Regions from separate parts of the Mus musculus genome. Here all the other regions are linked to region 3. The links are chromatin contacts, called in public Hi-C, HiChIP or PLAC-seq and promoter capture Hi-C maps. All regions are on one chromosome and are shown on one strand. The core of a region is the stretch at or near the end of the contact, and the rest is flanking DNA. Distances in the headings are between cores, read along the strand shown.

Region 1 (6,056 bases), core at 2,622-5,121, 910 kb after region 3:
GGCCACAGACTTTTAATTCCAAATCAAGAACTCTGGAGTCCTACTTGCTTCGGTTTGAATACTAGCCTTCTCCTTAGGTGATGCTGTAATCTCAGATATGTTGCTTCAGGATTCTGGTACACAGACTCTTTGTCCAAAAGGTATAGAAATACCCTCCGTTTCCTTTATCGAGCACATCTGTAAGCACCAAGCCCAGTGAATGACAACCTGTGGAAAGTACTCGGTCAAAGGTCACTTTATTACGCTGCCCAAAGCAGGACTTTTTTCCAAATTGCTCACATACTTGAGGGAAAATGGAAACTTGAAGGTGAGCACATTGTCCTGGTGAGCCTCAGAGCCTGGGAAAGATTGGAAAATCCTCTGAAGACTGAGCAGGGGCAGGTGTCAAACTCCAGCTCCTGTTACCCAAGGTCTAGGTGAGTGTGCGCATAAGAAATCCAGCCAATGAAATGGAGTCACCATTACCCTCTAGGCAAACTGCAGCCCAGTGAGAAAACACAAAGATTTCTATGTCCCAGAAAGTGAAATTTGACACGCATACAGGCTATTACTTAAAGTAAGATAGTGTCCTTCCTAAGGTTCCGAGAGAGAAAAATCAGCATGTTGATTTCGGCTTTTATGTTTTACAAAGTGACTTTCATGGGAAAGGTAACTGTGTTAACACTTTAGAGCAGCTGCCAAGTGTCTTTGGCAATAGAATGTCAAACTATGGGAACCTTGATCAGCAAAGCGGAAACCTCCTGTTTTGTTGACTGGGACAGGAGACATAGTCATAGCATCTTTAATCCAAGGGATTTATCATGTTTTTGAGGGCATACAAGAAGTGTCTACCCAGAAACTGCTTATTTCAAGCACACCCTCCTTCCTGATACCAAAGCTGCTCATCATATGCATTTAGAATGAGCTAGTTATAATATGGAGTTATTACATTATGGCTTATGAGTGGCAGGGTATCCAGACTGTTCAGTTTACCCAGAGTAAGGAGACTAGCTCATGCTCTTGCAATTCAGAACTTGGGAGCCCTACTCGATGTACGATATTCCCTTGGATTAACAGACATTAAGCACTATGATCTCTTGACAACCACTGTGCTGTGTAACTTCCTGCTAGTGAGAACAAGTGTCTAAGATGATCAGCCTTAGTGGAAGGCAGGTTGACTTGGGCTCATGGTTTCAAGGGGATTTGAGCCATGTTCACTGGGTCCTGTTGATGTGGAGCCTATGGTGAAATTGTACATCATTATGGGATTATATGATAAAGGGAACTGCTCACTTCATAACAGGAAGGAAGGAAGGAAGGAAGGAAGGAAGGAAGGAAGGGCAGGCTGCTATCTCAATACCTTCTTCAAAGAGATAGCTTAAGTGATCAAACCTTCTTTCACCTGGTCTCATTCCCTAAATGTTCTATCACTTCACAATAATGCTGTGTAGGGTTGCAATCAAGGCTTGAATACATGGTCCTATAAGACGACCCTTAAGGTCATAAGTATAGCATTTGAAAACACCAGATTTAGAAAGATCTTGGATGCATGCTCATGCCTTGCTAGGTTCTGTAAATCATGTTGGGAAACAGCACTCATAAAAGGTAAACTTTATACCTTCACTGAGGAAAATGATGACAAATGCATCATTCATGATGGACACAACTGTTTTCCTAGATTTGAGCTCAGAATAAGTTATTGTGCTAAGTTGTACTCTCTCTCTTCATGACACTGTTAAAGGACTGAAGTGTTATTCAGAAAGTGAACTATCACTCCAAGAGTGGCTTTGAAGAAATTACAATACAGATGGATCTACCAGACAGATAGCTGGCCAAAACTGGCCTTATTATGCAGGGTACATAATAGTTAATATTACCTATGCCTAGAATTCTATTCAAAGCTAGATAACAAGGCACATTCAAGAGAAAATAATTAGGCCTTAAAAGAACCCTGAAAGGCAAGCGTTAGAGATTCTTGAGTTGTAATTTTTATGATTCAAAAGGAATTCTAATGATTGTATAATAATTTACTATGGATCAAGCTGCTGCTTTTTGATGGCTGTTGTAGACTTGAAAGTTTTGTACCCGAAGAGTACCAAACCCAGCTTAAAATCTTTAGAATTCCCACAAGAAAATTGTGCATAATAGCTAACAGGAAAAATAGGTGGAAAAGGCTACATTACTGATAGCTGTGAGAATTCCTTAAAGCTCTGATAAAAGCAAATTGGTTAGATTGAATCACAAGATTTTCTGAAATCTAAATTAGTATGCTTACATGTACGCTCACATATACATGTGTGTTCCCACCCCCATGTCTGCCTACCTGACTATCCCTGAAATGCTAAGTGAAGACAGCAAGTCTACCAATGCCTGTTTCCAGTAGTGCCAGCTCCATCCTGTCATGTTTAGGAAACCACAGTTATCCAACAGTCAGCCTGAACACCCACAAAGAACTCAAAGGCAACGAGTGCTTCTCTATCTATCAAGCATCAGTGAGAGGATGGCTTTGGGGGGGGTGATCTTCATTAATAAGTATGGACTGGGTTGAGCCAATTATTTTGTCTGAGGAACAACACGGAGGTCATCTGAGCCTACTTGTCGGAAGGCAGCATCTCAGCATATCTTTTATTTGCATAGAATGTTCCTATGCCCCACCCTTGACTCAAACATCTTTATTTGTCTATCTAACTACGTATCTTTGAAAGCTTGTTTGAGTTTTCAGAGTCTCTTTCCTGACCAAGCCACTGTGAAACCCTGAGCCAGATAAGACAACAGTAAAGTGAAACATTTGCTCCCTAGCAACTATCGTCTACCATGGAAGTTAAGCAGGTGTTCAAAAGCTGCAGATTTGTTTATTCTGGGGAGAGGGGCATGTGCCATGGCTCCCGCATGGTGATCACAAGACGATCTCATGGAGTTAGTTTTTTCCTTCCACCACGTGGATCCTGAGGACTGGGGTCATTAGGCTTGGCTCTGATTGGCTGAGCCATCTTGCTGACCTTCACAGGTTTCATTGATATCAGCTTTCTCTACATAGAAAAAGCTGTTCTCTGTATTATCTATGAATCACCTTGCTAATAGAAACTTCAGCAGAAAATCCTATCTAAAAGATCATTTGATTAGTGTCTCAGAAATATGACCAAGGAGCTAAACTTCTGGCATCTTCAATTTTCTGTGAAGTGGGATTATTGCAAAGGTTTGAAGGCATATGCTCTTTAAAGAACCGAGTACCATAAAAAAATACTAATGCAGGTGATAGGATGTGAAGCAAGGCATACAATAGTTCAACCTGAATCGGTTTACTTTGTGACACTCTGTGCCTAGGTTTCCTCATCCTAATAATGGAGTCAGAAAGAACACTATTTCTACAGGTTGTTATGTGAGTTAACACATGCAGAACATTAATACCAGTTGCTGGCAAAAAAATGGAAATTCAATAAATCTTAGCTGTTATCATTATTATTATTACCAGTATAATATACACCATGCAATAGATATTGAATAAATGGTAAGCAATTTTTAAATTAAACTTCATTGGTATTCAAAGTCACTTCTCTCCCATATAGCTGCCCCATTGAATTCTGGTAAGGAGCTCCAAACAATCTTCAGATCACTGTGGGGATGACACCTTCCCCTGCCAGTTAGTGTGTGTTGTGCAGCAAAGTAAATAGAATAATAACCAATCTGATATTTTAATTATCACGCATGTCAGCGATGCTGCTTTATAAATCAAAGCTAATTGATTCCGAGCACTTGCTATTTCTTCAGCCCTCCTACCGGCTCGGGAGCAAGCCTGCTATTTTCTGTGTAAACACTGAGGGTGGTTCCAGAATGGTATTCAAAATCAGTGGAGTGCTTTTTACACGTGGGCAAACTCAAAGCCAGGAATTAGGAGTTAGCATACTCAGTTCCACCCACCCATGGTATATATCCAGAAGAGAGCATGATGCTCCTCTCGGTGATGTTTGAACAGCTTCACTTAGACTGAACCTCCAGAAAATGGTCCAAACTTTTGAATCAATTTTTTCTCCATATTCCCATGGAGCACTCGGTAATTTAAGTGGCTGTTACATAAACCTGTATGTTTGTCTGGATGCTTGATTTTCAAGCTTATGTTTGTTCACAGTAGATCTTGCATAGAAATGCAATTTATACAGCAAACCATGGGTGCTGAGAGATACAGGTTGAAAAAAAAATGCAACCGAGCTAGCTAGCAACCACGCAGTCCCCCTTACCATGAGCATGCTGGATCTGATCCCAAAGTATATGCTATGGAGAGCTGCCAGCTGTCTTCCTATCCCAAATCCACAGCCTCTGCTTTACAGAAGTGCGATCACTCAGTTTGCCCAAGAAGCTTCTCTATCAATGCATTTGCACATGTCAGGGAAAATTCAAATCCCCTTGACGTCGCAGGTTCTGCTTTTAAGCAGTTCAACCATCTGATTTTAAGCTTTTAAGCTTTTACATGTTCCAAACTACAAAACTCGAGGTTCTGGAGTATGGCTCAGTGATGAACACATAGTCACATGCTCAAGGCCTTGGACATGCTTCCCAGAACACACACACACACACACACACACACACACACACCTGAGTTTTACATTTTCAAAAATTCGTTTGCTCTCTGCTTTACATATGATGTGCCCCAATAAACTCATGTATGATGCAGCCCCAAACGCATGCAATCCACCTAAGCTACTGAAAATCACAGTGGAGCAGCCCAGCCCACTCTACAGAGCATCTGTTGTTCTCTCTAGTAGTCACGTGAATAACCCGGAGCTGTAGCTTCCTGCTGCTGCCCAGCATCATGAGAGAGCAGAGTACTAACACCACTAGTTTAGGAAAAGATCACAATTCAAATTGCACTTTTTAATGAATGAGTATTGCTTTCACACTATCTTAAAGTCAAAAATGGTTCTTCATCCACGGTAAAGGAAAGGCTGCCTATTAACAAGTCCTCCCCTACCTATCCTTCCAGTACTTTAGTCATTTGAATAATTTGGGGGACAGGGGAGGAGAGCATCACATTGAGAAAGAGATTGAGATGGAAGATTTGAAGATTTTTTTTTTTAATTTGGAAAAAAAATGAAAGAAACTTTGGAATTAAAGAGCCCCTATGGGCTTAGGATAAGGTTTGTTCTACAAGCTCTTTGCTCATGGGTCTAGCCAAAAAAGTTCATTTACCCCCCCACACCCCCCATAGCTTAAAAATGAAGATTCATGATGAGTGTGATAATTTATTCCAGCAGCCAATATAAATCGAAAATAGAAATCATTTTGCAAGTGACTGAGCAAGTAAACAAAGATGATAAACCTGTCAATGTTTACTGCTCATTCAGTCTTGGTTTGTCAAATCTATGGCAAACTTGCTCCTGTTCCACCCACCATGCTCAAGGCATATGAGCAAGGTGTAGGGTATCTGAGAGTCCCACATGAGCAGCATGCCAAAGAGCGACTACTAAGTCATCAATCAGCACTAGCATGTGATGTAGAGGTGCTCTGCCAGTTATCATCCACTAGATTTTACATAGGAGAAACCAGGCCAGAAAGGTGGACAGCTGGTCCAATATTGTACTGAAAGACTCCGAGAGGAGCCCCTCACTCAGGCCTCAGGACAAGAGCGGACACCCAAGAACTCACGATAGACCGAGCTTGTTCAAACCACATGAGGCTTTATTCGGGGAAAGCCAGAGCTCTGGGGATGACTCATATCCCACGCAGGGGTAGAGGAGTCGACCTCGAGAGGAAAGAGGTCCCAGTTTTTATAGGCCCTCAGTGGGGAAAGAAGAAGCGGGGGAGTACGGGATTTCCAGAGGGATTTCCAGATCTAAACAATGTCTATTCTCACGAAATGGGTATGGGAGGGGTACAAGGAAAGAGTCTGGTGCAGGTGTAGCAACTCAGGATTGGCCGGGCTGAGGTTGCTGGGGAGATTTTCTGACTCTTTCCCAGCAACCAATATCACAAACACCTGGCAATGGGCTTCATCAGTGGGCACACACATGGGTCAAGGAACGGTCAAAACATTGGCAGACACACAGGTTCAAGGAGTGGCCAGAGCATTGTGCACCTCTATT
Region 2 (5,511 bases), core at 2,045-4,544, 880 kb after region 3:
CAGGATGATTAGCAATGAAGTCTCTAATTGGGCAGATATGGAGAAAGAGAGAATGATTTCTAAAAGGGAAGAAGTGTGGGTACTAGAACTCATAATCTCTTCTATGATGTACTCTCTTAGTTCACTGCCTGTGCAGAGCCATTGTGTAAAACGCAACTGTGCTTAAAAAAAAAAATCAACAGACAGACAAGCAGGCAGGCAGAGAGGCAGAGAGAGAGAAGATGGGAGGAAGGGATTCAGGGAGAGAGAGATCCTATACAATAATGACAAGGAACAAGTATTAGACCAACGTTAAGGAGGTTTGGGGAATGAAGGGATTGTTTCTTTCTGAGTAGAATTTCAGACAGGTTCTTGGAGGAGATAGGAATTGAAATGGGTCCTCGAGATTAAATAGAACTGGAAAATGGAGCTAAAGGCACAGCAAACAAAGAAAGAGAATCTTTAGTCCATCTAGAGTGAAATTACATTCCAGGCAGGGTCATTTTCTAGCTATGGTCCTTTGACATATCTACTATCTCCATATAAATGACAATAGGAATTCTAATACCATTCATCTCCCTTAAGAGTGAAAATCCTGTCACGATTTCAACATGTTTTGAGGGTATGGTTAAAAGTTTTGGTGCATACTTAAATTGACATATAAAATCAGCAATTATCATATCTGTCACTTTATGAACTTACTGTGTTTGGAATAAGAACATTCAAAGGACTCTCTTTTTGCTACCCTAAGTGTACACTATTATACTCATGTTAACCACAGGCAGCACACTGGGAGTATGCTAGAACACTGGAGGCAGCACACTGGGAGTACTATACAATACTGGAGTCAGCACACTGAGAGTATGCTAGAACACTGGAGGCAGCACACTGGGAGTATGGTAGAACACTGGAGCTTACTTCTCCTGCCTTCTTACCTGGGATCTGTTGACTGCCCCATCCTTCCCTTCTTTTTTCATGCCCCCATGCTTGCACTATGATAATCACTGCTCTACTGTCTACTTCTATGAGATACATTTTCTAAAATTTCCTTATGTAAAAGAAACCATGTAGTTTTTGTCTTCCTATGTCTGGTTTTTAATCACTTAACACAATGTCTTCCAGGTTCAACCATCTTTTTTTTAAGTATCATGATTTCATTTTCATAGCTGAATAGGATTCTATGATATAGATGTGACACATTTCTCTGTGTGTATTTATATAATGTTAAGCATTTAGGTAAAAATCTAAGTCTTGGCTACTGTGAATAGTCCTACAATAAACAAGGCAGTGTACCTATTTCTTTCTATTAATTTCTTTCCCTTTGGCTATATAATCAGTGCTGAGATTGCTGGGTAATTGTGTGGCTCTAATTTTAATTTTTCAAGAACCCTCCACAATGTTTCCCCCAATGAGCGCTGTATTAAGTACAATCCCACCAATTTTGTACAATGGTTTGTTTGATTCCTTTTGTCTTCTTTAATAGCCATTCTAATTGGAGTAATTCTAGTTGGGAGTAATACAGTGAAATTTAATTTGTATACCCTTAAAGATCCCTAGTGTTCAATATGTTTCCATTTACCTATAGCATTTTTGCATGCCTCCTTCTGAGAGGTATGTAATAAAGGGCTTCTATCCATTTTCAATCAGTTCTTTTACATTGCATTATATGAGTTCCATGTGTATTCTATATCTAAAGTTCTTGTCATCTCTACAGTATAGAAATCTGGCCTCCCATATTGTGGCTGTCTTTTTACTCTGTTATATATAATTTTCTGTACAAAGTCCTTATCGATAGATAGATAGATAGATAGATAGATAGATAGATAGATAGATAGATAGAATCCCATTTGCCTAAGTATACACATTCCTTTGTACAAAGAAATACATAGAGATCTTTTCTTCAGTTGCCTGTACTTTTATGATCTCACCTAAGAAATCCTTGTCCAGGCCAGTCTCATGAATCAGTTTCCTATGTTTTCTTCCATCATGTTGTATCTTACATCTGAGTTTTATTCCACTTGAGTTTCATATATGTGAAAGAAAGGGCTCCTATCCTTTGAGAATCCTGACTTTCAGTTGCCTATGCTTTTTGCAATCTGTATATGATCATGTGACCAAGGTTTGGCGAATGAGACAGAAGTACAAGTATAACATGGAAAAACTAGGACATATTTTTTAAAGAGTAGGGTTTTTTTTTCCTCCTTCATCTTGCTGCCCAAAGTGTGTGTGATGATTTAACCTCTGGTGATCTTTTGTGGTCAGAGAAATGCTAACTACACAGGCAGCGTAGCTGTGATTCTGTCAAATCAGACTAGTGGGAAACACTGGATGGCTGTCTATAGAATCTTCTAAGCAAATCATAATAAAAGTAATCATGCTTTGAATGCTTATGACAGTTTTATTTGGGACTTTCTGCCTCACCCAGTAACACTGAATCCTCACTAACAAAGGCAGCTCTCAAGGTCTACCTGGTTTTCAACAGGCACATCTCAGCCTCAGCAGCCCAAGCCATCACAGCACAGTGGACTTACCTTACAGCTCTGTGTCCCCTGGGACCTGACTTGGATGTAGTTGCTGACTATAACCCGAAGCCAGTGATAACTGCTTGGCTTTATGAAGTTCTGTCGAAATAGTAAGTGCTTGGAAGACGCCTAGCAAAGTCCCTAGCAGTGTTCAGATCAGTTCTTAATGTTAGTGCAACCACTCTACTCCTGCCAAAATAACCTTCCAAGGTAATAGTCACCACCTACCTCCGCTTGTTTCTGTGAGTCTCTCTATAGCATTTAATGAACAGGTCTAAGCATATGCAAAGTCACAGATAACTTAGGGTCCAGAGCCAATTTTTATGCCTTCTTTTCAATGATGCTAACTTTATGGCTTGGTCAAAAGTTATCTCTTCATTTTAGAAAGTTTAAATCATGATTAATTAATGTCTGTTTTGTATTTCTCACATACAAGTGCTCCATATAGGACTTGAAAAAAAAACATGTATTTTGGAGGGAGGAGGGTTCCGGATAGATGGATGGATGTATGGAAAATTAACTGTTTTCCATGGCAGCTTGTCAGGGATTTATTATCTTGCTACCCCTCAAAGGATCTGGTGCTCTACCTGCAGTAGGAACTTACCAAATGTTAGCTGGATAGGAATAAAGGACACAAAAGATCAGAGAGATAATCAAGAGCCCTTTCCACCTGGAACCTTTCTCCTTTCAGGGCATCCTATTGAACAGTATTATTGAGTAGAGAGGCAGGGAGTTGACAGCCACTCTCTGGACTCTCTCCCAGGGCCTTTTTAAAACAGGGAAGTTAATTATGGAACCAGATTAACAGTTTCTTTTTTGATACAGTCAAAGTAAAACCAGCAGGATGCAATTTAGCTCGTCCCCACTTTCCAAATAGCAGCAAATTTTCATACAAAACAAAGAGACACTTGAATTGCAAATTACTTAGAGAATCGCCTACCAACCCCAACGGAAGAAAATTTCTGCTACTTTCAAAGCCAGGCTGTTGCCTTTTCAGGTTTGCCTGTGTTTAGGGCTCTTCACAAAGGCCCTCACACTTTGCTGCTTCCCAGCTCGGCCCACAGGAAGGAGGAACAATTCCTTAAGGTGTAGAAGAATGCGTCAAGTCACCTCTGCTACTCAGCATCATCGGCTTCTCATGAAAGGAGGGCCATGAGGTGCATCCCATCCAAGGGCATCAGCAGAAAGTTCTAGTGAGGCAAGGCAAAGACACAGTGACTATAAAAAATGATTAGGCTGTAAGTATGTACCCTTGGAGGTGGGTAAAGAATGGGAGAAGCCATATGCCCCATCATCATTATCCAGGAATTTAGGGGGAGAAAACTGTTTAACTATTAAAGTTCTGAGAAGTCTGTGATCTGGATTATTAGTTGATACATTCCCGTTAGTTGTGCTTAATTAACAAAAGAAACAGAGAACCCAATAACTGGCTATAACCATAACCCATGGATCACCAGCTGCTAACTTGTGATCCAGCAGCGCTTCCTTATCTGATAAGACGTGGGAACTAAAGTCAAGGGAGGAGGATACTTGAGGAAAGATCACCAGTGACCAACTTCGCTGATAGTTCCTGCGTAGCCTGGTACATGATGCCCCAGCTTTCAGCTGCTTTTTGCCCCCTGAAGGAAACAGCAAAGCTTCATCTTTCTCAAATGTACTTACAAACCCATTTTTTCCTAATCTAATAAATAATGTATACTTTTTGAATGGAGTTTAGACAATAGAGCGGAGGATAAGGACAAAAATAAAAGAAAGCCACGCAATGCTATTTATAGAGGGACTGGAAGCTGAGATGGGAACCTGGCTATACTCAAGCTACTTTCAGATGCAGCAACTGTGGGGCAAGGTGGGCTTGGCAAAGATGGGCCATTCTCTATGCTTACACTTAGTCCAGCAGGTAGCAGAAATGAGCAAAGAAGACCACATGGTGAGAAAGGGCAAAAGAAGCCACCTTGCCCTGCTTAGAGATTGCAGAGACCACTCCCGTTTCCCCTGGGTCATCATGTGGGAAAGAAGGCTATAAAAACAGCCCCTTCAAGCTTTTTAAAATATGAAATCTAAAGTCTTTTAGTATAAAACTTTTTGACATTTGAACATAGATCAGTTTTTGAAACTATGAGTCAAATATAGTTCAAGCTGCAAGGTAGGGGACTGGGATGGTTTCTTCATGACCCTTATTCATGGTGAGTAAATTGGGCCCTGGGCAGGCCAGTTAGTGTTGTGTGTGATCATTTCTGTCACAAGTCAGCAGAGAGGCCTGGCACAGAGATGGCCAGGTCAACAGGACAAGATGAAGGAAATAAAGACCCATTATAGACTTAGGTCATCAATGACCTGGGAAGAGACATCTAGAGTCAACTAGAAGCAGACTACGTCTGGCCAGATCCTTTTGAAAGAAAATCTACTTGCATCTAAAGCCCTCATTTGTGTGTGTGTATGTGTGTGTGTGTGTTTGTGTGCATGCATGTGTGTGAGAGTATGTTTATGTAAGTGTGTGTATATTTGTGAGCATGTATTTGTACATGTATGCATATATATCTGGGTGTACATGAATGTGTGCATGTGCCTGTGTGTGTATACATATGCATGTGTTTGTACGTGTGTGATCTTTATCTTCTTAAAATGATAGACATGCTTTGCAAGACCACTCCATTTCCTCTGAAACAGAAAGGTTTTTAATGTTTTTAGTAGAAATAGAATTACATTACTTCCTTCTTTTTCCTGTCTCCAGCACCACCCAGCTATCTTTCCTAGAATCCCTCCCATGACCCTACTCTCAAACTGCTAACCTCTTTTTCTTTGATTATCATTTTACATATATGTGTCTGTGTATATGTGTGCATAAATATAAATAGACTGTGCTGAGTCTTTTGTTGTAAATGTGGCTATGCTTCCAAGACTGACCACATGTATGTATTATATATGTATGTATGTATGTGCATAAAATACATGTTTATAAATAAGTTCTGCTAAGTCTATTTTGTAGTGTGGTGTATGTCTTGTTATATAG
Region 3 (5,967 bases), core at 3,451-5,950:
CAAAACCAGCCCTGTTATTCCATTTGGAATGGGAATCTTTCTTTACTGTGATTTTGTAATCAGGCTCATCTTCAACCTTACATCTAATTTCCTATTTAAATTACAACTGCCACAGAACTCAGGAGAGGAACTAAGATGACTTTGGGAGTGAATAAATACTAATAACAACACAGAATGCCCTAGACTGAATACTCATTTTTGAAGAGAAATGTCAGTTACTGAACCTGCTTTTGATTCCACATGAACAACTCTGTAATAAAACACTGTGCACTAACTCCATCTACAGGTCATTATAATAGTAACACTCCATATAATTTTTCAAAAATCACTGATCACTTAACTCCTGAAATTAAGAGTATCAGACTGTAATATGCATCTTCTTCTTCCGATATTTGTTTATGCGATAATACTAAAAAGTAACACAGCCAGCATCTCATTTTAAACCAATCCTCAGAAATGTCTGCCTTTCCAGATGATTCCATAGCTCTGATTTTTACTCATAAAGATTCACTTCCTATTACACTTCAAGGAGTTTAGGATTTTATTATATGCTGAACACCTTTTAGTAAGGCACAAGAATAGACTAGACAAAAAACTATTAAAGTAGAGAACAATATAAAATATTTGATCATTTAGATAAATGCTATTACAATCTCATGTTCTTTATTGGATCATTAGAAAATACATTTATTAGTTCAACTTACTGAAATTGATTCACAACATTTCTTCTTGATATTAATACTAAATGAGCAAAATTTAATTTTTATCTAGTATTTTACAGCAATCATCTGGTATATTCTATCTCTATTGATTTTATTAACCATGGTTTAAAACACAATATACATGTGTTTCTAGTCATGTGGCATTCACGTTATAAATATTATTTTAACTTATTTTTATTCTAAAATATTATTTTAACTTCCATGCTTTTGTGAGTTACTCTATGATTTTGCAAATAGTTAGAAAATTTCCTATTGAAAACTTAACTTATAACTATCTAGTAACTTTTCCCATAAATTAGGAAATTATATATTTTTTGCTCAGTTACAAATGAAAACTAAAAAGTTGTTTCAGACTTAAGAGTTGAATTCATACATTTCCTAGTTTAAATTTAAAAGTAAAGCTTGTTAAGTGTATTCTCGTGAGCATCCAAACAAGAAAGTTATTTTCATGTTCTATTCTTCTTTAGTCTTAGCTGAAATTTTATTGCAGTAAAGTTTTCTGAATTCCCTTAGTCATGAATTCATCCATGGACAATTTTCTTCCCCCTGATGGAATAAATAAAAAATTACAGAAATTGTCATGCAGATTTTAAAGAAAATGCCCCCACCTTCTTCCCGACAGTGTGCTCAGAATGAGGGTCCAGGCCCAAAGATAGTCAGAGAGACCCCGACTTTTCTTCATCACGGGCTTGCACAGCTGAAAAGTGGAATAAGTAGAGATCAGTGTGTCTTGCAAGAAACATCAGGTTATAACCACTAGGGCTGACTGAGGCAGTTCCGATGAATGCTTTGAAGTCAGGAAATGACCTCACTGGAATATGACACTCATTGGAAGCAATGGAAACCTGGCCCATCCACTCCCCACCTTCCGTACCACCTTTCCATTCAGAAATGTACCAGAATTTTAATTTATCCTATAAAACTTGAAATGGTTTCAGGTGACAAAATTACTCTAGAGTAGCCTTTGCATTTCTATTACTTGCTGATTTATTCAAAACGACCTTTCTGATTCGGGTCCCTGTGGTGGAATCTGTACTGAAAGGTTTAAACTTGGTGTCTCTAAAAGGAGGGCATGTGGTTACGTGGGATCTAGTAGACTAACACCTCTGTTGACAAAATGCATCCCTGAATTCTGGAGATACCTTGATTTCAGAAGCAACTGTATCTGCCTCTTTATAAAAACCATTGGAAACACACTGTTGAATGCCAGAGTCGTGCTTCTCCTCTGTGGTTGTTAAATATGCTCACTAATGTTTCTGTGAAGCTAAAGGATACACTTTAAAGTCAGGCCATGTGCTGGGCTCTCTCTCTCTCTCTCTCTCTCTCTCTCTCTCTCTCTCCCTCTCCCTCTCCCTCTCCCTCTCCCTCTCCCTCTCCCTCTCCCTCTCCCTCTCCCTCTCTCTCTCCCTCTCCCCCTCTCTCTCTCCCTCTCTCTCTCTCTCTCTCTCTCTCTCTCTCTCTCTCTCTCTCTCTCACACACACACACACACACACACACACACACATCAATGCACACAAACATACCCACACATATCTTGTAAGCGTCCTTTAATTTCTTCCAGGGTGCTGCTAGAAAACACTTTGTCTCCAACAGATGGAAGCTTAAGTGGTTTGCTTCGCATGAAAAGGAGGGTATATTTATTCCCACTTAGGTAAATTGCAATCAATCATTATCTGATTGTTGAACTTGGATATGGTAGGAGGATACTGGAGGAATAAATGTGTATGGAACAGAAGAGTTATAGAAATGTCTATGTGTGTGTGTTATACATTCACATAATTATGTGTATATACATAATTATTAAGCCAAATTTTAAAATCCTGAGCACTACCTGGCTAAAAAGCAGATGTAGTTACTTAAATGCACTGAAATTAATCCTGGTCCTACTATGAAAACTATTACATGTATTTTATTTTCCCACTTTCTCGATTCTTAACTCCTTAGTAGGGTCAACCGTGAATAGATGGAAGCTTTATAAAACCCAGGGTTTTTTTTTGTTTTTTTTTTTTTTTTTTTTTTTACATTAAGCATTCTCTAGGTCCATGTGGTATGTATGCCTTTAAATACATCAACAAAATGCTTTCTACACTCTCCCGGATCATTCCAATCAGTAAGAACCATCACACACAGCCATGTAAGCAGGGAAGCAGAATTCATTTAGAATGAAATTATGTAGAGATAAGCACCGTGAGCTTCCTCATAGTGTTCTCTTAAATGTAGTGACCGGTTTTGACACACAGGAGTAGACTATGACAGGGTATCTTGGATAAATATCATTATGTGAAAATATTGCATCCAAATGGCACAATGGTAATTCTTTCTTTAAAGCATGTTTTAACATCTGTTTTGAAGAGGAAACAACTTCTCTTAACCCTATTAATCGCCACTGATTCTAGAAAAGGAAAGAAAGTCTTGAATGGGTGAGAGAATGAGATTCCCATGGCAAGACACCATAGCTCTTGCACTCTTCTCATATTTGCAGAAAAACAAACCTGCCGTGGCACTTCAGTTGTGGAGGAAGAAAGTTTCTTGCGAATACAAACAGAACAGTTGAAAGGCAGCACGAAGCTGTCTCTTGCCCCCTTTCCACCTCCATCCTTCCCCTCTCTAGAAGCATGCTCCACTACCCACCTCCCCTGCCACCCAGAGCAAGTAAGTTCAGCTTCTCATTTCCAGAATGGGAGAGACCCCTACACCAGAGGGCATTTCAGCTGTGGTGGCTGGAAAGGGGAGAAGAGACGTGTTCAAGCAGGGTGAGCCAGTCTTCCCTAGAATGGAGCAGGGTGACAGGTTTTTGGTCCTAACCTCTTAACTTTAGCTGATGGCAACCCCCAGAGCCACTCCCCAACTCACCGCAGCTCCCCTTGGACAGAAAAAAAGAAGAGGAAAAGAAAAGAAAAAAGAGAGAAAGGAAAAAAAAGAAGAAGAAAGAGAGATCAAAACAACATGTCACCACCCACCCCTCAGGGTACATTCTAATCTTCCTTAAAGAGGAGAGCAGGAAGAGAGAGAGAGAGCGAGAGAGAAAAATCTACTCCTATAAGGCTGCAGTTTTCACCCTGAAAGAAGAAAACATTCCTTGTTTCTACCTGCTCCCAGCTTCAGCTCCTGTCCTGCTCCTGCTCGCTTCCCTGCTAGAACATCTCTGCCTCTCCAGCTAGGACAAAGGCAGGTTGCAAGCACTGGGCGATCGTGGTCCGAAGTCTCACTTACCTCGGGGCCCCCTCTGGGCACCGGATCGCTCCAGACCCGGGAGAAAAGTGTGGGAGAGAGGATCGCGGTGAGTCGGAGCTGCGCGAGTCTGCGAGCGCGGGCGCGCCGGGCGGAGGGCGTCCTCGCGCCGCGCTCACTCACACGGTCTGAGGCATCATGGACTCTGCGTGCTCCTGCACTGGAGATTTCATACCCAAATTTGCTTCCCAATATCCAATCTGCAGCTATACAACAAAAGATTTCTCTGTACCAAGACAGTAGTAATACGTCCCAGCGCAAACCGGATGTGAAATAGGCGGTGACTTCATGCCAGAGAGATTTTATTTTAGAAAGGAAGGTGGTACCAGCCACTGGATCTGGACACCAATCCGCCCATTTTTTATATGCAGCGCAATTTAACTTGCACTCTGGCCCTAATCCCCATCTCTGTAGCTGCCGGCTCAAATCCTTCTTCAATCTGCTGCAAGCATTCCTCTATTTTGGGGGGGAAGGGGGACTGAAAAATGGGGGAAGGGAAGGGTAGAAAGGGTTAGAGATGGGGGCCACTCTTAGGATCTTTTCTCTCTTGATATTTATGAGCATACTCTTCTAAGGTGTGCTCATTAAAGCACAACCGATCCTTGTAACTCTGCTACCTCTGATCAAATATTTAACCACTGCATTCATATGAATGAACGCAAGCTAGGAAGCAGGGAGATGTAGGCTTACACGTGTGGAGAGCGCTCTGTCCTCGACTTGCTCTCCCTCGCACACTCCCACACATATGGCTAAATCCCTGCTTGTTGCAGAACCAGGACGAGTGAGGGACAGTAGGAAGAACCCTGTTTGCTAGGGAACGGCCCCTGGGCTTAGAGTCCTTCATACTTTGTCAGATTCCGAGTGCTTTGCATCCCGCCTTTCATCTACAGCATAGAGGACAGCCAGACAGGCTTCGCAAACGGGTTTTTAACCTTTGCGTGCGTTGTCCTGAAAAAGCACAGACTCCCTTAACTCTGAATTTTGCAAGGTTTTCGAACACGGAATATTTAACTTCGCATAAATCATTTCTGGGTTTGAGAGGCACATCTCCATTTCCGGAAACATGCCTTTGCCTTGAACTCCATCGTTTTCGGTTCAGAAAAATGGGGGGGGGGGAATTTTTAGAAGTCAGTGGGGGGAAAGCTTCTACTTTGTTTTTTCTTCTCTGTCCTCTTTTCTTACCTTCCCTGAGAGTTCTTCACCCACAGATAACTATACATGCAGGATGTGTGTGTGTGTTTGTGTGTGTGTTTGTGTGTGTGTGTGTGTGTGTGTGTGTGTGTTCGACATGTTCCTGAGGGATTTTCAGGGACTGAGCAATGACTGTGGTTCCTTGCTGGGTTTTTGTGAATGGCTTCTAGCTCAGGTCATGGGTGCTGTCTTCCTCAGGGTGCTAGTAGACAATGGCCAGCACCTCCAAGAGCTGCTTTTCAGCACTTTAAAACCACATGGGGAGGAGGTGCTGAAAAATATGAGGCATCCTTATGCCATTCATATTTCTGGTAGATGAAGTCTGAATTTGGGTAAACCCGCTGACCATTTTCTTCTAGTGGACTTCTGGCCGAGGAGAAATTTAAAATAGAGGCTGAGTGTTGTCCAAAACATTAAAGGGGGGGGGGGGGGGGACTAATTAGCCAGCACCAAACACTCCTGTGTTTAGCATTCTACAAGTTGTTCTTGGCGTATGCTGCAAGGAAATCAGTTTATAAGATGAAACCTTAAGCTATGCAGTTGCAATGACGTGGCCTTCACAGTCAAGGACCACATTCATAATGTGACTTTGTTCTCTGGCTTTTGGGGGGTGAATTGCTGACAAGGAATTTTCAAGATAAGCGTTTGGAAGGTGGGGTTGAGGACTGACTCGAGGCATCTCTCTTTAAACAGTAATAATTGCCCGCAAAGCACACAACAAGGGTCGATGCACTCTCAAATACCAGCGAATACTGCCATTCCCTTGTGTGGCAGAGCTCCATTTATCAATTAGTTACTTGTTCACTGGGCAGCTTGTAAAGC
Region 4 (6,055 bases), core at 1,887-4,386, 580 kb before region 3:
CTTAGTCATTCTGACTGGTATGAGATTCTAAACACACCCTAACTAGACTCCAAGCATATAACTTCAGCTATAAAATACTGTAGAGTTAAAACCATTATTAGTAAATAATTAGAGAAAAATATATAAGTATATTCAAATATTCTGCTTTGTTTAAATATTTTATCTGATTTCCAAACTCTTAGGTTTCTTTAAAAGTCTAATAAAGATGTAAAGCAAAAGGACTGTGTTGGCAAAACTAAGAGCCATAAAAATAGCTTTTATAATTGAGAAAGAAGACAAGAATCATAACAAAAAAATGTGTGAATCGCAAATACCACTTTCTCCCATTTCACTCAAGAACCTTACAGAAGCCTTCTGAGTAAGACTAATTGGTATCCCCATCGTAGGAGCTGAGCCGTGTTTGTGGCGTGCTCACCAGTGCACCAAACTGCAGTGCCACACAGCTGCTTTATCTTACAAATAATCACAGATATGAGCACATACAAGCCAAGGGAAAAGTCCTTCCATATAAAAGCCAGAAGATACAGTTTTGTATGCAGGCCAATTTACATTTGGCTCAAAAAGCACAGTCCCATGTTGCGTTTATATATTTACAAACATATAAATATAACGTAAACAAACACACACATATATATTCACAATCGTATAGATATATACTATATATGTGTACCAACAATGAACACAAAAAGAGGTTATGACTTTGAAAAAGGGTAAGGAGGGGTATGTGAGAGGATATTGAGGATGGAAAGGGAAGCAGGAATTATACAGTTATAACCTCAAAAGTAAAAGATAAATTTTAAAAGTCATATTTGAGGGCCAAGAAGTGAGAGTGGGGGGAGGGAAGTGGGGGGAGGGCATGGGGGGACTTTTGGGATAGCATTGGAAATGTAAATGAAGAAAATACCTAATATAAAAAAAAATCTTATTTGACTGAGATTGCTAGTGCCTATAGGCCCTGTGTAAGCAAATATTTTAGAGGACATCAGCGTTAGAATTAGGCCTAACGAGACAGGCTTGTCATCTCAGCTACCAAGAAGACTGAAGTAGGAGATTCGTAATTTAAGGCCACCCCAAGCTACAGAATAATTTGAAGGCTCAGGAGACCATGTAGTTGTACAGCAATAAGAGTAAAGATAAATTCATTTTTATCTGAGACCTCACACTAGCCTCATAAACAATGTGTGGTGAAAATATGTGCAGCAAAATAAAATACAAAGTACATATGAAAACATACTGTCAGTAAAAATATTAAAAAAATAAACAGCAACCTATGGTTGTGGTAACAATATGCATTTATCATATTACAATTCTCAAGCTGTAAAAACCTACAGACAAGGAGTTTAATAGGCCTACTCTCCTCAAACAAGCTCTGATGGAGTGCTTGGGTTTCTAGATTTGGGAGGTTGCACAAATCTTTACATCACAGCCTCTCCTCTTCCCAATCTCCGCCCCATCACCACTTCCTGTTTTGAATTTGACATGCTGCTTTCCTAACAAATTGGACCCACCTGGTCATTCAGCCATAACCCAGCACTTCAAATCCTTCCTTTAATGCCATCAGTAAAACCCTCATTATCCTGTGGGTAACAGAGTCATAGGCTAGGGAGGACACTATATTCTGGGAGGTGATGGACACTAATTCTGCAAAAATAAGATTCTCAATGTTTAGATACCAGAATGACAACCTTCCTCTGTTTGTAATTTTATTGTTTGTTTCTATCAGTGCCATGCATTCCCATCAGTCTACAGCTTTGATCCTTATTGACTTCCCATCAGTTAAAATGGTGAGCATCTACAATATTGCCATTCCATGTCCTTCCTCTTGTCTTTCCAAGATCTTTTGGATGGTATACATGTAAACATTTATCTTACTATCACTTTGCTTATTGAAGGCCCATGTGCAGCAAGCTAGAGAGATGGCACAGCACTTGAGAACCATTGCTAATCTTACAAGGGACAGGAATTTGGATCTGAACATTCCTATCCTGTGGTCCACAACTATCTGTAACTTCAACTCCCTCTTTTTGCCTCCACTGGTTCTCATGTGCACATGGGCATACACATAAATCAAACAAAGTAAAATGTAAAAACTGCCACCTCCTTACACTTCCTTTTGTGGTACCCTTTCATTCTGTACCCGTTTCACATAAATTTATAGGATTCATAGATTTATTAATAAAAGGTTTCAGATTGTTTCTCAGGAGTTGAGTATATGCCATGCTTAGGATTTACAAAGTAATTGGTATAGAATATAAAATTATGACTATGCTCAATTATAATATTCAAGACCCTATCTATGTCTACTAAATATTAAAGAAAAATATAGACATGTAGGGGCCTTTCTGGAGAGGTGATTCAGAGGTTAAAATCTCTTACTGTTCTTATAGAAAACCTGAGTTTGATTCCCAGCATGTAGATCTTGCATCCCACAACCCTCTATAATTTCAGTTCTAGAGAACCTAGGACTCTGGCCTGGGCAGGCACCTGCACTCACATGCACTTACCAACTATGAGACAAATATTAAAAATAAATGAATTCCTTAAAACAAAAAGGAGTGACTGAAATTTCATTTTAGTACTGTATACTTTAAAATAAATAAGAATATGGACTCTCTTAGAACCCTAGTGAATGTTCAGTGCCCTGGGCTTGAAATTTAAGTCACAAATATATCTAATTGGATTATAAAAATCCTAATCTGAAGTTGTACTTCAAGAGAAGAGTGTTTTGAATTTCCATTCTTCTCCAAAGAGTATTCAAAGTGCTTTGATTCCTTTGAATTATTTAACATAAAGTATATTTAATATAATATGTAAATGACATAATAATATATATGTTAAATAGTGTATGTAATAACCCTAATAATTAAAACCCCTCCAGTTTTAGGGAGGCAGAAATTGAGATACAGGCATGTTTAGTGCCTTGCTCAGTTTCACAAACCAGTAGATCTGATTCCTGAAAAAAAAAAAAAAAAAAAAAAAAAAAACTTGGCATTGGTGAATTTAATCTCTGTCCCTGTGACAAAACTGCTTTGAATTAATTATTGTGTAACTGGCAGTGATCTTTAGCTTCTGTTCTCTCTGTCTGTGGTCATCTTCAAAGTCAGCAGCGTGTTGGACTGACTGAATCTTTCTGTCTTATCAGATACTGTCACATACGCCTGAACACGGTCAGGGGTGTGACTTATGACGCCTACTGGCTGTAAGTAAGACCAAATATCGTTCCTGACACTTCCTGAAAGAACTGCCTTTCAGATGTCTCCGTCATGGGGGATGAAGGGACTTGCCAATTGGCTAACAAGCAGTCTTTGAGGCCTATGCTAGGTAATAATGTCACAGGAGAAACTTTTCAATCACCTTTACATGGAACAATAAAATAGCAGCAACTTGTATAATACATCATCCCACTGAAAGGATCACTCAGAAAAAGCAGTGCTATTCAACTGGAAAGTGCTGCATAAATAAAGTCCCTTTGCATGATTGGAAATTCTTTACTTACCATGAGCAAATAATTAGAACTCTGTCTGAATGGTTATTGGTTTGATATCCAAATATTCATTTTCATACTGCAGGTCCCGCAAGCCATTTCACTATGACCTGTAATGGCAAATTTCTAGAGCAGTGCTATATTCTATAAATATACTTCACAGAGTTAGAATGAAGCAAGATTATGAACATTTGGCTCCTTGAGAAAGAGCCAAGTGATCCATCTGGTCTACTGGGGTTCTTCCTAAGAAATCTCAAGGGAAAGTCCTTTAATGTGTGGTTTCCTGTTACTTCCATGGCCAAGAAATTAGGCCACCCCTCTACAGGCAGCAGTGTTTTAACAGCATGATTCCTGGAACCATGAAATACTAGACAAGAGTTTCAACAGAGAAAGAGGCAACTGCACCCATAGATGGTAGTGTTCTCATCCCAGAGATGAGAGTAATGACATCTTGCTCCTTAGTCTGTTGTAAGGATCAAGTATTATGTTGTAATAATCAATATTATGATGGAATGAATAAGAATAAATAATCCTATGTATCAAACCTTTCACTGACCTGTTGTTATGAACACTATGAAAAAGCATTCAAGAAAATGCTAGATAAATATAGGAATATCGTGATTCATGAAGGTGCTTCTAGGGCATGGGGTGGGTAAGAGAATGAAATTTATAACCATATTTATCTCTTTTATATTTCATAATGTCACTCTCACTGATCTCTCCAAACTCAAACTTGAGAAAACAGTACATAATCAGAGCATACTTCTAGTATAGGAGGCTTCCATTCACAGAGATTAGGGTAGATTTTAATCAATGCTGAGTTATAATAAAGGGAATTTTAGTTTGATGTAAGAAAGAATTTCCTGACTAAAATTACAGGGTAAACTTCCCAAAAGAGATATTGAATTACTAAGGAGCTTAAACGTAAGCTTAAATATTCCTCTGATAGTATAACACTGAATTTAAATTAAAATTTAGGGCTTTAGTTATGTTTCTTTATCATATTAGTATGCATTGATTGGAATGATCTTTTGGTTCAGTAATAGTTAACTTAGACTCAAAACATTATCCGCATGACAAAACCATAACTCCTGCATGAAACATGAGGGAAGGATGAAAGAGAAAGATTGAAAGATAAAAGGAAGAAAAGGAATGATACATTAATGAAACAAGAGAAATTGAAAAGTGATTGGAAAGAGAAGAGAAAGAAAAATGGATGTAGCAAGGGAAAGAAGGAAGGAAGGAAGGAAAAAGGAAGAAAGGAAGGAAGGATAAGGGAATAAATATGAAGTTTTTTTACTACAGAATGCATGCTCTGGAGGTCTGGCTGGGTGGGTGGGGGGTGGTGAAAATATTCTCCTGGAGACAAGGAGGAGGAATGGGATGAGGAAATGTTGGAGGGAAGACCAGAGGGAGATAATGACTTGATTATAAAAAAAAAGATTAATAATAATAATAATACCTTCTCCCTATAAAATTTGAAAATAATTGTATTACTTTATGCTGTACTATAGACAGTCATCAGTGAAATTACCTGTGTTAACACTCGGTGTGCATGCTATTGGGGCTCAGAACACAGTACCTTAATGTATGCCACTGGGGTGCTGGAAATTTTCAATTAGAGTTGTGCGGAACCTCTCAGAAGCACAAGTTAAGTACACAATGTCTTCCTCTGACTTTTGTCAGACTTCCTGTCTTCTGACCATGCTTGTCATCTCATGCAGTGATGAAATCAGAATTCCTCCTCTATGCAAATCTTTAATCAAACAAGCTCTAGTATCTAGGAATGTTAGTTTATCTCTCATCTTCCTGGTCTCTGGAAGACCTGCACTGTAGTTGGATATTGGCTGATCCCCAGCATTCAGGGTTTTCCACTCATTCTGGTTCCATTCTACTAGAATCTATTTTTATCTTATCCTATCCCATTCCGTTCTATACCATTCCATTTCTTTAACATCATATTTCAGTGTGATTTCCATTATTTCTTGAATCTAAGTACAAAATTTAAGCTTTCCCTCAGATCTTCAGACTTACAACTCTGAATATTTTTGTAACAGAAAAAAGGTAGATATTAAATATATTTGCTTTATTTTCTCTTGTTGAGCTACCTTGTTGTAAAAAAAAAAAAAAAAAAGTGTCAACAATGACCCCTTTGATGCACCAGGAAATCAAATCCCTCCTACAATGGTGAGGAAAATGTCCTAGAGTTGGTGTAGACACTGATTAGATGAGTTTGTTTTGAGTCCATTAAGAGTTTCCTGTCTTATGAAGATTACAGGGTGACAGATCCTACACATGCAAGCACCCTAGAGCCTTCCACATCATGTACCTGGATCTCTTGCATTTTTGGGGTTTAATACAGTTGATCTGACCTAATACCTAATTATTTAAAACTTTCCTGAGTGTATTAAGTTTCTACTTGGGCTGTAATAAATTTTTGAAACCTTAAATGATTAAAGAACATGAATTTAGCTAGCTGCAGAGGGTAAGGAAGAATCTAGAGTCTATAGTTCAGGCCCAATGTGAGTTACTTGAAAAGACCATGATTAAAAGAAAACTACAAATTTATTA
Region 5 (5,458 bases), core at 2,579-5,078, 730 kb after region 3:
TCAAGAAATTCTTCTCTGATCCCATAAGATGGTGTCCTTTACTTCTCCTATCCACTGACCTCTCTCTTCTGGCCCTTTATTTCACAGATTGTCTTTGGATCCCTCTCAGTGAGAATCACTGCTTTTAGAAGAGGGAGAAATTGATCCAGCAATTTGGGGATTCTCATTTTTGTGGCCATGTGCATTTGTGTCAAGTGTTCTAATTCCAACTTGCTGGTCCCAATAATGCAGTGTGGCTTAACCTTGGAACCCTTCTCCCACACAACAGTACTTCATAGATTTGAGAAAAGCCTATACTCACCCACTTTTATACCCTTGTACTACCTCAGCCTGCTGTGAAGTCATTCCACTCCTGGGTTTTCATACACAACATATGTTGCAAGCATCCTATGCAAAGGGGACTGAACTAAGAGAATTTGGGGGTCTGAGAAATGGCTTATTAAATAAAGTATTTGCCATGCAAGCATGAGGGCTAGAGTTTAGATCCTCATAACCCACATAAGTGTCCTGTGGGTATGGATGCTCCCTATAGTATCAGTCCTCTGAAAGCGGAGACACTGATCTCTGAAGCAGCTAACTAGCTTGGCTATTCATATGGATGTATTCTTGCTTCAACTGAGAGGTTCTGCCTCCAAGAATAAAGTGAGAAATGATCAATGATCGAGGAAAACTCCAGATATCAAGTTCATGACTACACACACACACACACACACACACACACACACACACACACACACATTCATGCATAACACACATATAAGAAAAATAATGAAGTTTGGCATTGTTGTCAATGAACATTAATTAAGCACTCATAAGTTGAACAAAGCATCTTTCCATATAAAGTAAAATGTAAAGACATTAAAACAAAATGTTAGTTAATTAACAATGGGTATTTCATGTTAGTTGTACTGCTTCAGGAAGATCTTTGGAAGATATAACATGCAGGTGACTAATGCAATGGATAAAATCATGTGGCAAACTTGAAGTTAAGTTCAAAGACCTTCGGATGGTTACAGTTTGGCATGCCCAAGAGAAAGGGGAATAAAGAAAGTGAAATGCTATAACATGGCACAGTAGTCAAAGGCATTAGAATAACCACAGTACACTCTACTCTTATCAAAGTGTTATAACTTGGGTCAGTGAACCCCAAAGACCCATGTGTTGAAGGCTTGATCATCATCGTCCAGCACTATTGGAAGGTGGCAGAACCTTTAAGAGGTGGGGCCTAGACATCATATGATAGGCTGTTTGTAGCTTTCTAGTGAATTGATTATTGATCTGGCATATATGTGTCACTCATCTGGCTATTCTACATGAGAAGACAATCTTCTGTATACTCCTGGGGAAAAACTCATTATCACTAGAAAAGAAACAGATCTCTGTTGACTACCATTTCCCTCTAGAGTCTACCACATGTGAGAGCAAGAAATGTAAATTGTGCATACACCACTGCTCATAGGACCTTCTATGCAATGAATCCTATTCTGAAGAGGAAAAGCTAAAATGGAAGACAACCTTGGATCTTGGTGACAATACTAAGGCACTGATCAAAAATAAATGCCTACGATCTGCCTTTTCTTTACATCTGTTTGTGACATTCTGATTCTAGTGTATGTCACAGTTTTTAGCTATACTAAGCCAAAGTTGTTCCACCAGGAAAATGGAGGGTCATTTATAAAATGTATCAACAAATATTTAATAAGTATCTATTTGTGCTCTGCTCTCTTTTTGATGTTGGCATCACAGAGAGAGAGAGAGAGAGAGAGAGAGAGAGAGAGAGAGAGAGAGAGAGAGAGAGATTTTTCTATTCCTGTGACATTCCCATATGGAAGAAATTAAAGTAGGAATAAATGAGTGATAGCAAATAAGATTTAGTGGTATAAAAGAAATAAAGCAAAATAAGACAGCAAAAAAAAAATCACTAGGCATTGCACTAAGGAGAAGGAGCTCTTAAAAGTATTAAATCTATGCAGAACTGAAATAGGCTTGTATCAGCAAAAGTAGTAATATAAGGAGTAACTCAAATGCCCATTTATAAGGGCCTGATGGAGCAAACTGTGGTACTTTGTGTGACAAAACATGTGGTCAATGAAAGGACAATGTTATAAGAATATTCACAGTTCTGTGACACAGTCTATAAAATATATAGTGAAGAAAAATTAAAAGCTTGTGCTGGAGAGTTCACTCAGCAGTCAAGAATACTTGTTACTCTTTCAGAGTCATATGATTTCCAGAATCATATGACTGTTTACAACCATTTGTAATTCTGGTCCCAAGGTAACTTACACCTTCTTCTGACCTCAGTGAGTGCCAGGCTGCACGTGGTAAACACAAATACATGCAGGCAAGACACGTTTACACACAAAATAATATAATATTTTATTTTTAAAGTAGTTTTAGAGTAGTCTTTGAAGTGTTACACCTATTGTCAGAATTATTAAAAAAGAATAGATATACATAAATACATGATAGATAGATAGATAGATAGATAGATAGATAGATAGATAGATAGATAGATAGATAATAGATAATAGATAGATAGATGATAGATAGATAGATAGATAGATAGATAGATAGATAGATAGATAGATAATAGATAGATAGATAGATAATAGATAGATAGATAGATAGATAGATAGATAGATAGATAGATAATAGATAGATAGATAGATAATAGATAGATAGATAGATAATAGATAGATAGATAGATAGATAGATAGATAGATAGATAGATAGATAGATAATAGATAGATAGATCTTCAGATACACACATTATATATATATATATATATATATAGATAGATAGATATAGATATAGATATAGATATAGATATCGATATCGATATCGATATAGATATAGATATAGATATAGATATAGATATAGATATAGATATAGATATAGATATAGATATAGATATAGATATAGATATAGATATAGATATAGATATATATATAGAGAGAAATACAGGCAGGAGAGAGATAGAGGGATTAAGATCTGAAGCTGCAGTTCAGTTTTTACATGTAGAGTTTGTGAGCATTCTTAGGATCCTGGGTTCAATCCAATCTCTAGTTCCACAGGAACGAAAGAAAAAAATGAAAACAGAAATTTTATTAGTTCTTGTCTCTCATAAGAGATTCATATAAGAGACATTTATTTGTTTGTTTGTTTGTTTTAATGTGACATTCCATACAATTTTAGAATTTGTAATATGTAATTTTTACTTAATAAAACAAATATATTAAGAATTTTAATTGCAGGTAAAATAAATTTTTCCAGAGTAGATCAGAGTTTAGGAGTAAAGTTTCTCATTCAGGGGACATGGCTTCTGACATACATGGCATCAGAGCAACAAGACCTGACTTGAAATAGGAATCACAAAGAAAAAAGAGGCCATCTGTTCTACCCATGTCACCTGGCAGATATTGCCTCCACCCCCAGGAGTAAAAGCTGCAGGAAGAAATTCAACATGAGAATCTCTGTGAGTACCAAGAGTGGCACCACATGGGACCAGCTGCCAGTATTAGTCTCAAGATCATTTCAGCACAGGAGATGGCTCAGGAGAGAGATAAAATATATACTTGTGAGTGCCAGAAGGGGACTCATCCCAACAGATCACAGGAGTATCTGCAGAAAAAAAAAAAGAAAGAAAGAAAGAAAACATTCCACATGGCAAAAGAAATGAAAAGTCCTAGAAGTTAATGTGAAGATGTGCAGTTACATCCTCACATAAGTGACGTGACCTTCCAGACAATCTTAAGCCTAATCCCTTTGATCTGAGCCTAGCCAGGAGCCTGTGTTGACTCCACTTAAGCTGAGGCCCCCCGCTTCTCTGAACATGTGTTTTGTAAAACCTTCATCTGTTACACTTCAAACTCTTATTTTTAACCTGACCAGCAGGTCTCCAGGGGAGGCTAATTCAAGGCCAAGTTCAAGAACATAGCAGATTGAGTGGTCCAGCAGCCATGTATGACCTGCAAGCATCATGCAGTCCAGGTTAGATACTATTTCAATCCAAATTTCTAAAAAAGTCATAAAGTTACTTTAAAACATTAAGATATATTCTACAATATTTTTGATACCTCAGTTGTGTGGCTTCAACTTTGTAGATGAAAATGTCTTATTCCAATGTCAAAAGGCCACAGGAGCAACAGTGAGAGAAGAAGGTGGATGGAACATTCCTAGTTGCTGATTTTTTTTCTTCCTGTATGTCTTCTTATTAGTAACTGTCATATGTTCAATGAGAAAAAGGGGGTGGTTTCTGATAAGTAGCCCATGTTTTAAGAAATAATAGATCAAGATGAAGAAAACAGGGTTTCACCCATTCATGGAAGATCTCATACAGCCAAAGCATTATACGAGCCTATCCTTCACCATTGCATGTACAGTACCCCAATAATAATCACAGAAGCCTTAAGCCTGCCCTATCCCTAAACCATGCAGGTTCAACTGTACCTTTTATCTTCATTCTCCCTTGCCCAGTGGATTTGTAAAGTGAAAAATTAGATAGGGAAGGCAATGTCAGAAAAAGGTCAGAAACTATCCAGTGCTCTGTTTGCTAGACCCGTGCAGCTGCTATGGCCAGGCTTTTGCTTTGAATCTTTGACTTTCTTCAAGAACCAATGACAACAATTCTCCTGACTGACATTTTTAAAAAAGATTTATTTATTTATTTTATGTATATAAGTATACTATATCTGTCTTCAGACCAGAAGAGGGTATCAGATCCCATTACAGATGGTTGTGAGCCACCATGTGATTGCTGGGATTTGAACTCAGAATCTTTGGAAGACCAGTCAGTGCTCTTAAGCACTGAGCCATCTCTCCAGCCCTCTCCTGGCATTTTTACAGTGCCATATGTGTATACAGTCTGGTATATCATGGCATCACTGATAGATGACTGCTACGGACCTGTTCATTTGCATAGAATACATACTGATACTGAAAAAGAAGCCCAGCTCTATTCATGGATCATCAATTGTCATTGAGGAAAAGTGAAAAATTATGACTTCCCTACTGAATCACTTTCTCAAGACTTTTTCTAGGCCTTTAAAACAACTGTTTATAAGGAAGAAGAAATTTTAAACTTCCCTCTAGGTACCTCCTTTCTAGTGTTTCCAAGATGGGGATTTGTCAATTAATATGATTGGTCAGTGGTCAGAGGTCAGAGGCACAATTATGTGCTATGAAGCCCATGAGCTGGGACCTCCATATAAAGCTTTAATCCAACATCCACCATATAGACTATGGGAAGAGAGGCAAATCAGGACTAGCTCTTGGCAGAACTATCACCTCATCTTGTCCTCAAACCTCCTGAACCACTTACTCAGCTTTCCTTGGACTCTCTCACTCACTCACACACACATGCACACACACACACACACACACACACACACACACACACACACTCACTCACTCATTCTTTCTCCATGAAAACCACACTTTGTTGCACTAGGCTTA

Evidence for each region. Promoter capture Hi-C pulls out the DNA fragments that hold promoters and counts their contacts. Hi-C and Micro-C count contacts between places; a contact is called where the count stands out from the background. HiChIP or PLAC-seq counts read pairs in DNA pulled down with a chosen protein or histone mark.
Region 1: an H3K27ac HiChIP or PLAC-seq map of SST interneurons shows a contact between it and region 3, with 6 times the contacts expected there. The contact joins the enhancer-like site here to the promoter of Gabra1 in region 3. A contact is called at or near these places in 2 of 39 promoter capture datasets (both in hippocampal neurons), 3 of 484 Hi-C or Micro-C datasets (brain, cerebral cortex and forebrain), 4 of 115 datasets of contacts at active chromatin or transcription factors (SST interneurons, VIP interneurons, forebrain and 1 more) and 1 of 9 other capture datasets (adipose tissue).
Region 2: a contact with region 3 is called in a promoter capture Hi-C map of hippocampal neurons, with 3 times the contacts expected there. The contact joins the enhancer-like site here to the promoter of Gabra1 in region 3. A contact is called at or near these places in 3 of 39 promoter capture datasets (the 3T3-L1 cell line, hippocampal neurons and pre-B cells).
Region 4: a Hi-C map of cerebellum shows a contact between it and region 3, with 2.1 times the contacts expected there. The contact joins the enhancer-like site here to the promoter of Gabra1 in region 3. A contact is called at or near these places in 6 of 39 promoter capture datasets (the 3T3-L1 cell line, embryonic stem cells, hippocampal neurons and 3 more) and 3 of 484 Hi-C or Micro-C datasets (cerebellar granule neurons and cerebellum).
Region 5: a contact with region 3 is called in a Hi-C map of cerebellar granule neurons, with 4 times the contacts expected there. The contact joins the enhancer-like site here to the promoter of Gabra1 in region 3. A contact is called at or near these places in 1 of 39 promoter capture datasets (hippocampal neurons), 3 of 484 Hi-C or Micro-C datasets (cerebellar granule neurons and cerebellum) and 1 of 9 other capture datasets (adipose tissue).

What each region holds. Positions count from the first base shown.
Region 1 is chr11:43,088,445-43,094,500 of GRCm38.p6, forward strand. It overlaps a transcript of Atp10b not described here. Among named protein-coding and RNA genes, the nearest start is that of Atp10b, 58 kb to the right of the region's middle. Within about 2 kb of position 3,872, at least 20 of the 459 cell types and tissues checked have an H3K27ac peak or open chromatin away from gene starts, as enhancers often do. A contact at or near this core is called in SST interneurons and hippocampal neurons, where this site is marked.
Region 2 is chr11:43,056,362-43,061,872 of GRCm38.p6, forward strand. It overlaps a transcript of Atp10b not described here. Among named protein-coding and RNA genes, the nearest start is that of Atp10b, 91 kb to the right of the region's middle. Within about 2 kb of position 3,295, at least 11 of the 459 cell types and tissues checked have an H3K27ac peak or open chromatin away from gene starts, as enhancers often do. A contact at or near this core is called in hippocampal neurons, where this site is marked.
Region 3 is chr11:42,178,230-42,184,196 of GRCm38.p6, forward strand. Gabra1 (gamma-aminobutyric acid (GABA) A receptor, subunit alpha 1) reads right to left here and starts at 4,701. Exons shown (of 10, transcript NM_010250.5): 1 at 3,937-4,701; 2 at 1,331-1,419. The coding sequence starts at 1,404.
Region 4 is chr11:41,595,450-41,601,504 of GRCm38.p6, forward strand. No RefSeq gene overlaps it. Among named protein-coding and RNA genes, the nearest start is that of A230004M16Rik, 110 kb to the right of the region's middle. Within about 2 kb of position 3,137, at least 6 of the 459 cell types and tissues checked have an H3K27ac peak or open chromatin away from gene starts, as enhancers often do. A contact at or near this core is called in cerebellar granule neurons and cerebellum, where this site is marked.
Region 5 is chr11:42,913,148-42,918,605 of GRCm38.p6, forward strand. No RefSeq gene overlaps it. Among named protein-coding and RNA genes, the nearest start is that of Gm34644, 42 kb to the left of the region's middle. Within about 2 kb of position 3,829, at least 2 of the 459 cell types and tissues checked have an H3K27ac peak or open chromatin away from gene starts, as enhancers often do. A contact at or near this core is called in cerebellar granule neurons and cerebellum, where this site is marked.